Regions from separate parts of the Mus musculus genome. Here region 1 is linked to region 2. A link is a contact called in public Hi-C data. All regions are on one chromosome and are shown on one strand. Each heading gives the region's core, a stretch centred on a gene start, on an enhancer-like site or on the middle of the called end of the contact. The rest is flanking DNA. Distances are from core to core; before and after follow the strand shown. Region 1 has its middle 11 kb from the start of Gtsf1l. Region 2 overlaps L3mbtl1 (L3MBTL1 histone methyl-lysine binding protein).

Evidence for each region. Hi-C and Micro-C count contacts between places; a contact is called where the count stands out from the background.
Region 1: a contact with region 2 is called in a Hi-C map of liver, with 4 times the contacts expected there. The contact joins two enhancer-like sites. A contact is called at or near these places in 10 of 39 promoter capture datasets (the C10 cell line, the HPC-7 cell line, HPC-7-derived erythroid cells and 4 more), 4 of 15 datasets of contacts at CTCF or cohesin (the G1E-ER4 cell line, embryonic stem cells, large pre-B cells and 1 more), 12 of 484 Hi-C or Micro-C datasets (B cells, the G1E-ER4 cell line, the N1E-115 cell line and 2 more), 8 of 115 datasets of contacts at active chromatin or transcription factors (all in embryonic stem cells) and 5 of 9 other capture datasets (adipose tissue, embryonic stem cells, liver and 2 more).

The regions. Positions count from the first base shown.
Region 1 is chr2:163,099,169-163,102,225 of GRCm38.p6, reverse strand. No RefSeq gene overlaps it. Among named protein-coding and RNA genes, the nearest start is that of Gtsf1l, 11 kb to the right of the region's middle. Within about 2 kb of position 1,520, at least 21 of the 459 cell types and tissues checked have an H3K27ac peak or open chromatin away from gene starts, as enhancers often do. A contact at or near this core is called in the N1E-115 cell line, liver and pancreatic islet, where this site is marked.
Region 2 is chr2:162,972,538-162,975,688 of GRCm38.p6, reverse strand. L3mbtl1 (L3MBTL1 histone methyl-lysine binding protein) reads right to left here. Exons shown (of 23, transcript NM_001081338.2): 23 at 1-1,301. The coding sequence ends at 1,167. Among named protein-coding and RNA genes, the nearest start is that of Sgk2, 13 kb to the left of the region's middle. Within about 2 kb of position 1,863, at least 84 of the 459 cell types and tissues checked have an H3K27ac peak or open chromatin away from gene starts, as enhancers often do. A contact at or near this core is called in the N1E-115 cell line, liver and pancreatic islet, where this site is marked.

The sequences.
Region 1 (3,057 bases), core at 271-2,770, 130 kb before region 2:
ACACACACCCATGTGTTTCACACACACAGAGATGAGATGCATAGATAAGGAAAAGGCTTTAAAACAAAGACATCTGGTACTTATCCAAAACCAACTGCCAGCTGTCCACCCCACTTAATGTTGGTCATGCACACACACAGAGACCATGAACTCAGGCCCCCCCGGGGGGGGGGGCGCTGGTTAGGCTCACCTCCCCTTCTCCCAGGAGCACTGCTCTCCAAATTGTCAAGCGTCTGCTGTCCAAATCCCCAAGCTGCCACCTCGGCCCACCCACAGCCTCTAAGACACTAATGGAGTAGGTTTAAATCTCTTCTCCCTCTCTCCCTCTCTCCCCCTTTCCCCCCCCCTCCCCTCTTCCCCCTCTCTCTCCAGTTGTCAAATGCCCAGATAACTTTGGAGGGAAGTGTGTCCCAGACTTCAGTCCCAAGGAATAAATTCCTCCCTATTGAGCTGATCTCCGGCCCATAGTAGAGACCGGGGAAGTGCTGCCCTCTGGTGGTGTATGGATGCGTAGCAGCAGCGGGCTTCCCAAATTGAGGTCAGTCGCGAGGGTCCCCTACCAGCTAGTGACCTCCTGGTCGCTGGGTACCCGTGTCAGCGCGAAGCTCCTGGTTTAGTCTTTGATGCTGCCATAACTCCTTCATTATCGGTGTTCCCAAACTTCAGACTTTTGAGTACTACCAGTTCTATTTCTGTGCCACAACTAAATGTATTTGTGAGAATAATCTACTGTAAAAGAGAGCCAAGAGGGGCTAGCAGGGTAGTTCAGTGGTGACCTCTTGCCATGAAAGCACAGTGTGCTCAGCTCAAGCCCCAACACCACAGAAACAACAACAACAAAGCAACCTGAGTTCCGGCAGTACCTGGGAAAACCAATTCCATGTGCTATGGCAGAGGAGGAAGACAGAGAAGCGGAGAACATAACTGAAGACAAAAATCGGGATTGACATTTAAAAACAAGCCTCTTGTGACGTTTGACAGCTCATCCTACAAAGGTACCCGGCACCAAGCTCTGTCATCCTGACTTTGATCTCCAGGCCTCACTTGGTGGGTGAAGCACAGCGGCTTCACACATACACACACACACACACACACACACACACACACACACACACACACCACGCGCATGCACGCACATACATGTGCTACATGGCACATTGTGCACCCACAAGCTGAATAAATAAATCATTTAAAACAACTTTAAAAATTAAAACATAAATATTTCCATTTTGGGAAAAGAAAAAAAAAAAAGCACTGTGTCCTGGATTTGAGCACTGATAGGTTCTGGGTCACAGAAGCACCCGGGTCATTAAAAAGCCATTGTTGGCCAGGCCACAACATCCACAATGCAATGAAGACAGAAATGTCACACCCAAGGTAAACAAAAACCAATCACTTGGAAATGTATTTCCTAATTGCTCAGCTCAAACAAAGGAAGAGAATGTCAGTTATAAGCAGTTCAGAGCGTAGCGGGAGCTGGAACCTCAGGCAGAGAAACTTGGGGAACTAACCAAAACCAACACCCCTTTCCCCATCGCTACAGGACTTTGTCATTAAACAAGGAAGTTGGAAAATAAACAAAGCGTGTAACCCAGGAGGGAAAACAAGCATTGAGAGAAAGCTGGGGAGAAAAGCAAAACAACAAACATTAAGTTCATGAGGCAGAGCAGGTAAGAGGAAGCCAGCCTCACGCGCAGCTTCTTGAAAACAGCTGGGAAGGGCCCGGGTTTGTGGACACCCAATTTTAAAAGCAGGGGGAGAGTGAAGGCAGCTTAGTACCGGGTACGGAGTAGAGTTTTAATGACAAGAGAATAGCCTGCATGGAGAGAGGTGGCTCAGGAGTCAGGAGCACAGGCTGGTCTTGCAGAGGACCCAATTACGGTTCCTAGGACCTATGTCCAGAGACACACAGCTGCCTATAACTCTAAAGGACCCCAGGCTCTTTTCTGCACCTCCAGGGGCATCTGTACTCACAGTGCACAGACACCCACATAGACACACAATCGACAAATAAAATAAGTTAGTAGCGTAGGAAGTCCATTGTCGGTAGGAGGTGCCCTTAGAGCTCACCAGGGACTCAGATGAGTAGGAAATGCTTGGCCCTGCCCCCTGGCTGACAGCTGACGCTGCTAGGAAGCCTGCTGTGTGACCGAGTCTCTGATTATAAACTGGAATATGCACAGAATTTTCACCCTGGGTCGAGGCCAGGCGACATCTACCTGCTTCCTCCTAAGTAAGGTCCAGATCCACCAAGGTTCCCCTAGGGGACCAATGAGTTTATTAACGTTACTTACAGAACAAGGCAGGGGGCTAGAGATAGAAATGTGGGTGGCCTGAAAGCAGCTACACGGGATGATGGCTTCCTCAGAGCTGTGCGGATGGTGCCCCCTCCCCTGACCCATGGATTTTCATTTTGGGGGAAGCTGTTTCTACGCAGTCTGAATCTTCCCCTCTCTGTGCCCATGTTAGCAGCTGTTGGTGCCCATGTTAGCAGCTGTTGGTGGCATCTCTTGGAAAAAGATGCAAGGCAGAGGAGAGCAGCTCTGATCTCACCTACATTACGGGTCCTCTCTATGTGGACAGGTCTGGAAAGCACTACCCAGACAGATGTGTGCACATCCTGCTCTCTGCTCAGGTTACCATGGTGAGCAACCTCTCAGGTCCCAGACTCAGAAAAAAAAAAAAAATGCTAGGAGCAGGCTAGAGGCTGGAGGACCACTCAAGACATCTTTTAGAAGCACAGGCACTCTGATCTCCCTTTGTCACTAATGGACTTAACATCTGCTCGCTGCGCTAATGTGTGTTTGGCCATTAAACACCCTAAGAGCCTACCTCCTACGATGCGGTTTCCAGGGTAGATGAATTGCTACCAATGCTGTCTCCGTATGTGGCCTTTCAGGGGTCCGAAACTGCAGCCTGGGTCCCTGGTCATGAAAAGGCACCTTCTGGGTTGTATGGAGCAAGAGCCAGAGTGTCTGCTGACTCCCTACAGGGCTAGTGCCATGGCTTCTCCTGAGCTGGGATGGAGGTGCCACAAAAAGAGCATCAGTCACATAA
Region 2 (3,151 bases), core at 614-3,113:
TTTGGCAGTAATTGAGTGGAGGCCGAACCTCCACTTGGACAGAAAGGTTCGAGTTCCAGAGCCCCAGCAGGAACCTAGCTGGCAGTGAGAGACTGTTGGAGACTGGCAAGAAGGGCCAGGGAGGTCAGAGACAGGAGAGGGGACCTTTCCAACTCCACCATAAGCGGCTTTCCTTAGACTCGAGAGCAGAATGAGAAATGTTTAAGGGACAGAGTGAATGTGATGCCATAGTGGTTGTGTGCTAGCCAGTGCTACACCCTCCTGGCAGGAGGCTGGGCTGGCAGGGGCCTCTCCCTCATGTGCACTATCTTGGCTGAGAGCCACAGTCAGAGAAAATGATACAGCCATCACGCTTTCTGGAGCTAGTCAAAGCCTCCAGTGTGTCTGACGTCCTAGTCAGGACCGCTTGCCAGGGCAGACTTCATCTCCCCCCACACCCAATAGAGACAGCAGCAGGGAACTTAGGCCCTGCTTGTTAGGACATGGGCTCTAACCATCTGCTCACTCCGTACTGCCCACTTCAACGCCGAGTGATCTTGAACTGAACGTGTTCAGGAAGGTGGTGCCTGGGCTCTCAATCTCTGCCTAGAGGCAAAAGGGAGAAGACAGCCAGAGGCTCCTAGTAAGATGCTCCCATATTTCTGAGTCTTAAGCATCTATGGGGGAAGAGAGCCATGGGGCCTGGCTGGACCATGAACGGGGAGCAAGGGTATACAGCCAACAGCGGACAGGGAGGGAGGCGCCTATCATGTGTAAAATGTGCACACCAAGGTCATGGCCAGTTCTTCGTAGGAGGAGATGGGCCAAGGAGGAGAAAGGACATAGAGATGCCAAAAAGCGACATAGGTCTGAATAGAGGATGCCTACCCTACCTAGCTCCTCCTAATTCCTAAGACAATAACCAAGGTGGCTAAAGCTGTAGGCTACCCCAGCCAGGATACCTGCGGCCCTTATATCAGTCAGGTCTCGGTTTAGTCACACCTTCCCCGGGGCAACTGAACTCTAGGACCGAGGGCTGAGACCTGCTTCCCCAGGCTCCTCTGCTCCCGCACATCTAGTCAGACAGTGAGGGCAGGGGTGCAGAACTCAAGTTGGGAGAGAAGCACCATTTGCAGAGGGAGCCCCGCGAGGATGGGAGGAGCCCCCACTTCCCCGCCCCCAACCAGTCACTTAAAGGCATCGTCAGTGTTTTTGAACATGAGAATGGCGTTATAGATCTTCAAGGCTGGGCCTAGCTTGACACTCATGATCTTCACAATGTCCGCCTGTGTCAGCAAAAGGAAGGCCTCGCCGTCAATCATCTGAGGGGGTGGGAGAGTGAGAAGGAGATGGGGGGGGAAGGTATGGGGGGGGGAGGTCAGGTGTGGTGGTGGGGGTGAGGTGAAAGGAAGGTAGGGGCAGATATGGTGGGAAGTAGGGGGAGGGGAGAAAGGGCATGTGGTGGGTAGGGAAGGGAGGGAGGGCAAAAAGAAAAGACAAGGGAGGGAAAAAGGAGAGAAGGAAGACAACAATGGGGGCGGAGAAGGAACGCAAGAAGCCTGGTCCCCCGCACCACACACATTCAGCTTTTCTTTGTCTTTCTGCTGACTGCTCTGTGTCAGACATGTACACTGGAAAAGCGTCTTTGGAGCCCTTACAGACAGTAGCTTCGAGAAAACAGTTGCTGCTGACACAGTTGTGGGGCTTGCTACCAAACGACAACTCGGAGCTTCTTGTTTGAAAGTTTGCAAGAATTTCAAAATAGTGGCAGCAGAGCACCAAGCCAGCTGCCAGGTCCTTCTAAGCACAGGGCCCCAGGATATTGTTGCACAGACTGCACGCTCGCCCGTCTCAGGAGCAATCCTGGCTCCTGGTCTGAGCGGCTTCACTCATTAGTCATCAGCTTTAAAAACACTGCCTGGACTCACTTTGTAACCGGGGCAACAGCTTCCATATCTACGCGTGGGATCTAGCATTTGTGAACCGCCCGAAGCCAAAAGAGAGCAAAGACAAACAAAAACAAAGACAACAGAAACCCCACAGCTGCCTGTGGGGACCCACCTGTCAAGCTCAGGGCGACTAACAGCAAGCTGGGGATTTTGAGGGCTATCGCATGGGGTTCACTGTAACCTCTGACCTATTCCTGCCCCCCAAATCAGAGAGATGGAGAACACTCCAATGTAAACAAGCTTTTGGATCTGATTTTTAGTTGTAAGCCTTCTTCTATTAAAGTTATTTACTTTGTGTATGTACGGATGTGAGTGTTGGTGTTGAATGTGTGCACATTACTACACGTGTGTGGAGGCCAGAGGGCAATTTCCAGGAGTCAGCGCTCTCCTTCCATCATGGGAGTTTTAGGGATCAAACTCAGGTCTTCAAGCTTGGTGTCAGGCACCTTTACCAGCTTATTAGCCAACTTGCTGGTCCTGACTCCGAGACTTTTTAAAAAAATATATATCACAAGGAAAAAAAAAGAGAGTGAGAGACAAGATAAGAGAATACTCTCATAGCATTGAAAATGTAAACGAGGAAAATACCTAATAAAAAAAAGAGAATACTCTCCTAGAACAGGAGATATTGAAGGGCTACAAAACACCTGAAATAATTTATATGGGCCTTATTTGGCTCAAGAACGATTTTTTAAAAAACGTTCTGAGGTGACAAGAAATGTGGGGAAGGGCAGGGCTTGGTCGGTAGGTCAGAGAAGCTAGTACTGATTGCTTGCTTTCGCAATAACAGCGTTGTTTTAAAAAGTCACGAGTCACAGTGGTCAGAGGTGAAAGACCGTGAGGTCTGCAATTTACTTCCAGCTGCCTCATCCCCAGACAGATGGAGCCAGTGTGTGAAAGGCTGAGAAGTGTGTATTCCAGTCCCCAAAGCCAGCTATGGGGAGGGAGAAGGGGGGAGAAGGCAGGGCAAGGGGTTTGTGAGGCATGGGACTGAGAGGGAAACCTTTAAATGTCCATGGACAGGAGAGCTGCCCCCTGAGCATCAAGTGGAGAAAAACTCTGAGTGTATGCAGCACGTCACAGCACTACAGGGAACGAAGAGAGACCCACAGAGCACCGCTGTCTGATCCCGCGCACACAGTTCAAGAACAGGCAAAGCCAATCTATAAATCCACAGTGCTAAAAAAAATATGACGATCTACAGTGGTTATGTTTTGGGGTGA